Linked DNA regions of Zea mays: regions 2 and 3 are each linked to region 1. A link is a contact called in public Hi-C data. All regions are on one chromosome and are shown on one strand. Each heading gives the region's core, a stretch centred on a gene start, on an enhancer-like site or on the middle of the called end of the contact. The rest is flanking DNA. Distances are from core to core; before and after follow the strand shown.

Evidence for each region. A called contact is a pair of places that touch in the nucleus more often than the background predicts.
Region 2: a Hi-C map of leaf shows a contact between it and region 1, with 8 times the contacts expected there. The contact joins the promoter of LOC100284602 here to the enhancer-like site in region 1. A contact is called at or near these places in 3 of 25 Hi-C or Micro-C datasets (leaf and tassel).
Region 3: a contact with region 1 is called in a Hi-C map of leaf, with 5 times the contacts expected there. The contact joins the promoter of LOC100192950 here to the enhancer-like site in region 1. A contact is called at or near these places in 5 of 25 Hi-C or Micro-C datasets (bundle sheath, ear, leaf and 1 more).

The regions. Positions count from the first base shown.
Region 1 is chr3:24,974,216-24,977,630 of Zm-B73-REFERENCE-NAM-5.0, reverse strand. No RefSeq gene overlaps it. Among protein-coding and RNA genes, the nearest start is that of LOC103649862, 48 kb to the right of the region's middle. Within about 2 kb of position 1,505, at least 16 of the 20 cell types and tissues checked have an H3K27ac peak or open chromatin away from gene starts, as enhancers often do. A contact at or near this core is called in bundle sheath, ear, leaf and 1 more, where this site is marked.
Region 2 is chr3:25,195,653-25,199,067 of Zm-B73-REFERENCE-NAM-5.0, reverse strand. LOC100284602 (ubiquitin-protein ligase/ zinc ion binding protein) reads left to right here and starts at 1,808. Exons shown (of 2, transcript NM_001157497.2): 1 at 1,808-2,194; 2 at 2,284-3,201. The coding sequence starts at 2,009. The coding sequence ends at 2,955.
Region 3 is chr3:24,814,145-24,817,559 of Zm-B73-REFERENCE-NAM-5.0, reverse strand. LOC100192950 (Actin-interacting protein 1-2) reads left to right here and starts at 1,859. Exons shown (of 6, transcript NM_001138128.2): 1 at 1,859-2,290; 2 at 3,034-3,195. The coding sequence starts at 1,899. It also overlaps the pseudogene LOC109944967.

The sequences.
Region 1 (3,415 bases), core at 256-2,755:
AGTCCTTGCAAGGATATGCAATCCGTTTGCTAAATCTTTATGTGCATATACTTCTAGAAGAAGATGTTTTGCCTTATTGATACGGTTTTGCAAGGATCAGGGGGAGCACATTTCTAAAGTTAGCCCTTGTAGAAGATTCGATAGAATCTAGATCCCAAAGGATCGAAATCTGTCTCGATGACAGTTGTTGTACTCTTTTTCCCTTGGTGAGTTTTCTTGAAGTTTCTCACATGAGGTTTTTAACGAGGCAACAAAGTGCAAATGCAATTTGTATCACCATGCACTCTTTCTCCATATTTTTCCCACTGGGTTTTTCGGAGTTTTAACGAGGCATGTGTTGGTCGCGTTATTCGCCCAAGGGGGAGTGTTAAGTAACACTAGTTATGGTTATGTGGGCAAATACATGTTTTGTCCCTGAGGGGTCTCACATCCCTATATAAGGAATCTGTACACCCCCTCATAATACAGAGATCAGAAGGAGACCAGAGGTCCAACCTTATATCCAGTGTCTCGTGTGTTTCCTCTGTCGTGCTTATGGGAAGGGAGACGAGTTCTCTACATCTTCTTGCGCCTATACTGCTGACGGGAGAGAAGGGAGCGGATCTAGTGATCCGTGGTAACGTAGTTCTTAACAATCTCATCTCCGCCGCCTCTCTTCCGCTTTGAGCCTCCTCCGGTCCGGTCATTAGAACCCTGGCCTCCGCCATGCATCGTGCATGCAGCCATTCAGCCCTCGCGCATGCCTAACAAGGACGACAAGCCTGCACGCACAAACTTGATCCTCGCCCAATCTGCACCGCACGACTTCGGTCGGACGAACGGTCGTTAGGGAACTTCCACCGCGACTTGCGCATACAGTGCGCGTATCTGGAGATTGTTCGACCGAGAAAATACATGGTGAAGCACGCAAACTTCGGAAAATGAGAAAGATCGAACGAGCAAAGACAACATGAACTTTTGCCATCCATTCGTATCCGGTATTTCACCACACGAATTACGGCACGTCATATCACCTCTGAGCTGCCAGAAGATATTAATTTTGTATAACACAACCAACTTTGTTGTGCAATTTTTTCCATTTTGATTCCACGGTCTTTTCATGGACAGAGAACTATTTTTTTCTCTGCTACTAACCTTTCACAAATCTTGTGTTCAAAATACAATCTTAGTATTTGATGTGTAGTTTAAACTTTTTTTTGGGTGCATATAGCAATCCTCTTTCCATCTAAGAGCTAGTTTGGTAACTCTATTTTCTTAAGAGGTTCTCATTTTTAAAAGGGAAAATGAACTAATTTACTTTGAAAAAAAAATGAGAATCCTTTGAAAAAAATTGTGTTGACAAACTAGGCTTAATTAAAATAAAATAAAAGGAGAGAACAGGCAACCAATCTGTGGGTTGGCCGTTGGCTAATATGCTTGAGCTTGAGTTGTGCTCCACGTCGGTGGGCCGTGGGCTCTCAAGCTGGACCGTCATGAACAGACCATCTGGTCAGTCGTCGGTGGGCTGGCTGCTAATTTGCCCGCAAAACAGTTTCAGCTTGGGCTGCGCTTCTCGGAACCGTTTGCCAGGACCAGACCAGTGGCAAAAACATAGGGGTTCGAGATCCTAAGGATTTTGGCAACTGTTCGCTCCTTTTGATCGCAAGAAAAAAAAACGTAATGAAAGACGTAGGAAATCTAACATTCATGCTGATTTTTTTTCGTTCCTTCGCGCTGGATCGAGGATAATCACGTCGCTCGAGAGAGCTCATCGCAGTTCAAGCACTGCGTAGAGCCGTAGACAAAAAAAAAACCCTGCAAAAAAGACCTCGACGCGCTGGTCCGGCCGCCTGCCATTGCTGCAACACGTCATCGCCACCACCCACTCTTGCCTGCAGCGTGCTATCGGCGCGCTGAGAGACATGGCTTCAGTGAAATGAGCAGATGAAAATGATAGAGAAAGGGATAAGATCGAGTTGTGTTGACGAAGATGTAAGGGGCGCTATTTTTTTTTTCTCCGGACGGTCTCGATCAGAGTGCTGCTTCCGCGGTGCCGACTCCCGACCGAGCGCCATGGGCACCGGGCGCCGGCGATGATGAACCTCGCATATACTAAAGGCTGACGCGCCCGGCTTTTAACGGCACCCACCCACCCACCTGGCATGCATTGCTGCAACCCACGCTCCCTCCTCTCCTCTCCCAATCCCGTGGCCGGCGGCCTCCCCTGCTCCCCCAGGCCAGCTCGCTGGCAGCTAGCATGATGTCGCCCAAAAGCACGCATGCATGCACTGCACCCCCCAGCATCCCGGCGCGCACTCCCGCGGTGGTAGCTAGGCTAGGCTTTTCCGGTGGCAAGGCCCGAAGGCGGGCGAGGCAGGCCGGCCATGCATGGCGCTGGCGCAGCGCCCGCCAGTGCTGCTGCATGCTTGCTCCCTCCTTGCCTTGGCCCCCCTGTGCATAGTTGGATTTGACCGCATCATGACGCAGGGCCGGCCGGCCAATGGCGAACCGAAAGGAGGCAGGAGGACTGGAGGAGGGGAGAGGACTGGAAAGCAGCAAAAGTTTACAAAAGGTCTAGTCTCTACTACAGTACTACTTGCTACTAGCCACCTACCTACCTACGGACCTTACTACCTGACTACAGTATCGTACCGAACCACGTCACAGTAGTAGTACTAGTAGGAGAGAGTACCTGTCGGCGCAAAGGGCGGAGACTCTGCGTGCCTGTAGTACGCAACACGGTCAGGGCAGGGTAGGGCAGGGCCTCAAAGGGCGGGCGTTGTCACTCACTGTCTCGTGTCGTGGATACGGCCACGTATACGTAGCTACGTACCCCCATTCGTCTCGTCGTCGTCGTCGTGGATACGGGGCGAGAAGGAATGCAGAACTGTTGCGTGCGACGTGCGTACGCATGTCGCCGTCGTATCGTATTATACTAGTATGAATTATCCTCTGCTCGCCGTGCTTGCTGCTATGAGAGCAAGCTAAGCTAGTACGGTACCAGTACCACTACGTGCTCCCCTGACCCTGACCGCTCCATCCAACGCGCGTCGCGTGCGTGCGCTAGCAAGATAACGTAATCCTGAGGATCTTCTGAGGACGACGTTACATTATATCTGTGTGTAGTACTCCTGAGCACGTCGTACGCTGCTGAAAAGACCTGCGTGCATATATAGGCAAAACAAAAGGCTGCGGTTGGCCGGTACACCCCGGTAGTACGTAGTACTTGGCTGGGCGATCAAGTCATTACTTCAATCGTCGCTTCTCTGGTAGGCTTGTTCGGTTAGCACTAAATCTATGTGGATTGAGTGGTATTGGATGTGTTAAAAACTCAAACAAGTCAAACTTTTTTTTTAATTTTTTCCAATTCCATTAAATCCATATGTATTAAAAATAATCAAATAAGGCCTTACGGTTACAGGGAGCCAGGGATTGG
Region 2 (3,415 bases), core at 559-3,058, 220 kb before region 1:
TCCAAGTTAGGGCTGATACTGTTGGTTGACCTTCAACGACGCCATGATCAAGGTAACCAAAATATAATAAGTATTAGAGTAGACTTAGCTAATTAAAATATGCTTGGTTGCATTCATCAATCGTCATTTCTTCCAATTAATTTGGACAAACAACTTAACTATGCCCAATATCAACCCTTCATCTTGAGAACTTAAATCTTGCACTTAGTTAGACTGCATCCATAAAAAGTCATATCAAACTAAGTCATTAAATTAAACTAAATCAAATGGCGCCGTATACATAAGTCATGGGCAAATATCACGTCATGAGCATATATGATGATCTTAATAAAATAAATTAATTGTGCACACCACGGTTTAGTGTGGCGCCGCAATATATCTTTCCAAGACAGATATCTCGGCCTCGACCTAAATAAAATGTCGCATCATATACTAAGTATATCCATAAACGATAAAATATATTGATTCATGGTCTTGCATTATTTAATAAAGATTATCGAATATAGTCTTCAAAATAAATCATGTGCATAAGTGATACATTGCATTATCATCTAAAGAGGCAAATATTAAAGAGATGAATTCTCTCTAGTCTATCCATGATAAAGCGTATACAATATCTCAAAAGATACATATGCTCAAATAATTTTAAAAAAAGTCATACATTGAGTTATTGAAATTCAGCACCATGTCAGACTGACTCCAACAGAGCAGCTAAATAGACAGGGAAAGCTAAAAATAAGCTACTATAGCAGTACAAAACACCTTCTAACAGGGCAGACAAACGAGTGAGGTAAAAAGGATGAAAAGAGAGAGGAAAACCATAATAGCTTGTACTGTGGCTGACAACCATTTCCTTTTTCTGTGTCTGAGAATATGACCTCACTATCTGCTTCATTTATTGGACTATACTATCGCTGCCTTTTTACCTGTACCGTTGACAGCATGTGTCATATGCCTGGACAAGCAAACCAGAGACGCTAGCTAAAGGCTTGAATGACTGCTCGATTTATATGGCCTCTATTGGAGTCGGTCACATGGCTTGAATAAATAACAAGATATTCATAAAAATATGCATCAATTAAAATACTTGTATATTATAGTTCGATCTTTCTCAGGACGAATTTCTGACTTAGTTAAAAAAGTTTGTTTATTGTGTCCCACCTGCTCTTAAATTACGTCTTATGCGTCAGGTGCTCTTAAGTTACGTCTTACGCGTCAGGGCTAGATCGATGTAGAGTGTACGATAACGGCTCGCTACTAATAAAGCCAGATTTCGGAAATTTTGTCGACCGAAACTATATTTTAGAGCTAGTTTAGGAGCCCCAATTTCCCAACGGATTTATATTTTTACAAGAAAAATTAGTTAATTGTCACATAAAAAATTGAAATCCTTTAAAAAATTAAGTTTCTCCGACTAGCCCTTAATATAATTGCCGGAGAAGGCCGAGTTTTTTTTATTTTCCCTGCAGAGAACAGTGAGAGGCTGACAGATGAGTACAGTGATGCGAGAGCAGCTGTAGGTGCCGGGTGAAGTACTACTGTCAGTGCACAGGTGCAGTGCAAGTGTCCAGGTGATGCGACATGCAAGTCCTCTCGGCGGGTAGCTAGCTAGGCCTGCGGTGCGGTGGGAAACGGCTGACGGGCAGGCCTGCGGCCTCCTCGGCTACTTTACTCAGTGGTAGCATTAAATTGCAGTGTTTAAATTTTTTGTCGTCTCCTGGCTTCGCGTATCTTCGTCTTCACTCCCACTATAAATTAACTCCTACGTCGTCTGCTGGCTTCGTCTCTCTTCACCATTTGGCTTCGTCTCTCTTCACCGTTGGTGCCAAGTTCACAAGTATCAGATCTGGTAAACACCTTTCCAAGTTCTTTCTCAAGTATATGTACATTACACACCATGTTCTTTAAAACACACCATGTTCTTTAAAGATGCTAGTTTCTTACTGCTTGATATATATTAGTCGAATAGTCCTCTCTGTTTTTATTTACCTTGCGTTCTAGGTGATAAATGACCGGGAAAAAGACCACGGCCTCCTCTGCCGGCCGCACTCGAAAGAAGGCCAAGGTGGTGTTGGAGGATGAGGAAGAGGCAGGGTTGGAAGATGAGGAAGAGGCGACTGTGACACTATCCGTGGAGAAGGACGCACTGGAGTGTGACATCTGCTGCCTACCCTTCCAGTCCGAAGTTTTTATGGTAAGTCAGATTACAATACATGTATATATACAGTACATATTGATCGGTAGGCTCGCTCCAACATGATGCTCTGCTCTGTGTAAAATCAGTGCAAGAACGGACATTCTGTATGTGCAAAATGCTGCATCCGCACGAACGGTAAGTGCTGGACCTGCTCCGAGCGCATTGGCGACATACGTTGCCGTCCGCTCGAGAAGCTCCTGGCGGCGGCGACCACCTCCTGCATGTTCAAGAGCAACGGCTGCTACGACGTCATCAGCTACCTGGAGAAGGTGACCCACGAGGAGACATGCCAGCGCGCGCCGTACAAGTGCCCCGTCCACGGCTGCGCCTATAGCGGCCTGCGGCTCGGCTACCACGTCGCACAGGACCACGGCCACGACGACGACGGCCTCGCCTCCGTCGTCTTTATCTACGGCAAGGCGGTGGCGACCGTGCGCAAGGACGAGCCGTTCCGCGTCCTGCTGCAGCGCAACACGGAGCGCGTGTTCCTGCTGCTCAACGGCCACGATTTGCTACAGGGGCGCTCGCTGTCCCTGCTCTGCCTTGGCCCGCGCTTCCAGGATGGCGTGGAGGTGGAGCTGAAGTATAAGATGGAGGTGAGCGGCGGTGCGCCGGGAGCGCTCACGCTGTCGGCGTCTGGCACCATACCGTTCGCCCGGCGGCTCGATGGGTTCCAGGCCAAAGGGTTTCTCTTCGTGCCGGATGCATACTGGGGCTCCGCCGGCTCGATTTCCGTCACCGTCAGAATTTACGTCTGACGTCGCCTCGTGCTAGCTGGTGTGGTGTGGATAGGTTGATTCCTACTGGTCAACCGTTCGTTCGTCTCGTTGGTACTTACCCTGGTTCAGTGGTTGTTTATGCACTCTACGTGCTGATGCTAGTACTTTTGTTAATCGCAACAACGTATGCTAGTACTTTTGTTAATCGCAACAACGTATTTCCTGTCGTTTTACATTCTATGTTATTCCCTGGGACCTACTAATGCTAAAACGTACAGTTGCCTGAATTTTAGATTTCTTTCAAGTGCTTTAGTTTGTTGTGGTTTATACAAGTACTGGTCAGATGCATGAATTGTCACGGTTTCTAAACATTAATAATTAGACTTTGATTTAGTAAAACATTAGAATACATGTGTTTTATTGGTTAGATGCTCTTGAATGTAGAGCTGAGAATCAAAGTTCGAACCTTCAATTTTACCTTATTTTTCATCAATCAGAA
Region 3 (3,415 bases), core at 610-3,109, 160 kb after region 1:
CTTTCAAAAGGCATGATCCGATGCCGCAGAGAAGGACTACTGCTGCAAGAGGGAACAATGAAGAAACAAGGACAAAGAGGCATAAAAGGGCGATAGCCTAGAAGGAATAATGGGAAGTACATTGACATGAGAATGAAGCAAGTTGAGGAAGAAGCCACACAACTAGCAAAAGAGAAGGATGAAAAGGAAGTGAGTCAAGATGCAGACTTCTCAATCAAGAAGTGCATATCCATTCTTGGTACAATGGAAGTTACAAAGGAGGAAAAAGTGAAAGCATACAATGTCTTCAAGGACCTTGACAACAGGCATTTTTTCTTGAGTGCCTGCGATGATGATGCCGAGTCGGCACTGATATGGCTAAGAAATGAGATGGCTTAGTTGGTATGCTCTCTTTCTTCCCCTCTTCTCTCATCTCTAACTTGAGCATTGTATGAGGTAACAACACCAATAGAGACATGTCTCAGCAATTAATAAAAAAGAGAAAAAATTAAGCCGAGCCTTCTCTAGTTAAGTTGTTATATATTTTTTAGTTGTCATTTACTTTTATGTTTCATTTGCATGATGGCAGAGGGGACAAACTCGTTGATTAGGCCACCACACTTGCGCACAATCATTTCTATTGTCGCCTAAAACAATGCATCTAATTTTATTTTCTTAATGTCTCTACAAATAATGAATATATGACCACTTAACCTTTGAAACATTTCTGACTCGTTGTAGGCTAATTTTCTTCTACACTTCTTTATGATGTTTTGCATAAATATGTGTTGATCTGTGTTACTAGATAGCTTGGACTATCTAGGTATGCACTGTGTTTTCAGTCTTCAATAGTTCAGTTTGTACATGACATGAAACAGTTAATCAACTCTAGATTTATCCATCTCATACAATGATAGATGAGTGAAGGTAACAATTCAAAAAAATACAGAACTGGAAGGTAGCTAGACTCTTTGTGCTATACTTGGAAAGAAAACAAAATCCATTGAACTCTGGCACTACCAAGGAAGAAATTATCAATCTATGTCAGGGTCCTTTCATCTTCTATTTTACCTACACACAGTTCTTCTATTTGGCTTGCATGAATTTTGATCAAAGGATAAAGAACTCATCTTCTATTACTAGTTATAATTTGAACACAAACACTTGCATGCAGGACAAGGAAGTGGTGTTGGTGGCCGAGAAACGAAATGGAAACTTTGAGCAAATGGAACCTGATAGTATGAACTGTTTTAGTTTATCACTTTCAACTTGCATCCAGACATGTGATAAAACCGTACTTGTTTATGTGCTGGATAAAAACGTTCTTCTTCATGTGCATGGCACAAGTGCAACATGAACGGGATAAAAATGGTGCGTATTGATAATGCGATTTATCAATTTTGGAACTTGTGTGTGTTTAACAAGTTGTTGGGTTTATACAAGTGCTGTAATCGAACAATAAAAAATAAGTCATGCATTAAGTCAGAACTGTAATTAAAACCACATATGGTTTAAGTGACATGAGATAGATTCATTCAATCCCACCGCATAATTGAAACCACACATGGTTTAAACGTGATAGAGAACATGTAGAAGGATAAATGTGTCTTCTCGGGCACAAAACTACATGGAAAGCAATTAGAAAGGGAAAAACTACAATAAATGACAATTTAATCAATTAGAAGATGGAGAAAAACTACGATAAATGACAATTTAATCAATTAGAAGATATTTGTAGTTGTGTCTTTGCGAAAAAAAATATTTGAGATATATTATCGCGAAGTGATACGTTTGAAGTATCAAATATACGATTGTCTCTCACGTTCCCACATTAGGGAAAAAAGGAAGAAAAAAAAATAACTCCACCATTCCCTTCCCTCTCGCGAGCTCAGATCACGCGAAGCAAGGAAAAAAGAAAAATGGCGCAGCTGGTGGAGACGTACGCGTGCTCGCCGGCCACGGAACGCGGCCGTGGAATCCTCCTGGCCGGGGACCCCAAGACAGACACGATCGCCTACTGCACCGGCCGCAGCGTTATCATCCGCCGCCTCGATGCGCCTCTCGACGCTTGGGCCTACCCCGACCACGCCTACCCCACGACCGTCGCCCGCTTCTCCCCCAACGGCGAGTGGGTCGCCTCCGCCGACGCCTCCGGCTGCGTCCGCGTCTGGGGCCGCTACGGTGACCGCGCTCTCAAGGCCGAGTTTCGGCCCCTCTCGGGACGCGTCGACGACCTCCGCTGGTCCCCCGACGGCCTACGCATCGTCGTCTCTGGGGACGGCAAGGGCAAGTCCTTCGTCCGCGCATTTGTGTGAGTACAAATTTTACATGCTCTTCCCTCCCTTCCATCTCGATCGCATTTGAAGGATTCGGAGGTTAGGGGAAAGGCAACGGTACCACCTTTTTGTGGGATGGCCGTGATCGGGATTCGGGAGAGAGCACAGGAAATGCTACGATTCGGCGGTTCAAACTGGGGTTAGCCGCTGACTGTTGATCTGGCTATACAAGGCCGTTCAAGGGATGTATGCTATGAAGTATGAAGTGCTTTGCAATGGGGATGACGGAATATCCCTTGTCGGTTGTCCCCATCACACATGGATTGTTCAAGCTTCTGTGAATTGGATGAGTATTTGTTGAAATTGGGACGATTTTGATTGGTGCCCTCAAGGACAACCCCCTGCTCCAGGGCCCAGACATGCATCTCGGACCCAGGCATGCATCTCAGCCCTGGCGCTGGAAATCCAACGCATAGGAGAGCTGCCTGGTCCAGGCAGGTTTGCCTGAAGACAAACCAAACATGCCAGTCCTTAAAACTCCCATATGTTCTTATTTCAGATTAAGCGTTACCATCAATTGTCATTAGGTTCGACTATACATGTACTGTTATTTGTTTGAATGATGATTATTTGGTTGCCATTTAGTTTCATATAATAATAAGTAATGCATAATTGAAGAAAGATCATCCTCTCATAGAAACAGGCGAGGACCATAATGATTTTGTTGTTTGTGTTTTCACTTCTTTATATACTTATTTGAGTTCTTTGCATTATGTAGGTGGGACTCTGGCAGCACTGTTGGTGAATTTGATGGGCACTCAAAGAGGGTTCTGAGCTGTGACTTCAAACCAACACGTCCATTTCGCATTGTGACATGTGGTGAAGATTTTCTGGCTAACTTCTATGAAGGACCACCATTCAAATTTAAGCATTCCATAAGGTGCTGGTTTCGAGGCCTACCTAGGGCATGTACAACCCTATTTAATATAGGGTCCCTTAAGACGTCTTTAGGGGTTAACTGATAAAAGTACAAGAGACAGGCTCTTCGCTAAGAGCCCGTCTCTACTCGACTTTCTACACATATTATCTCTTAACTACATTTTTTATCTAGGGGTTCAGGGTTGTATCATGCGGTCTCTTAGTTATCTCTTATACTTGGA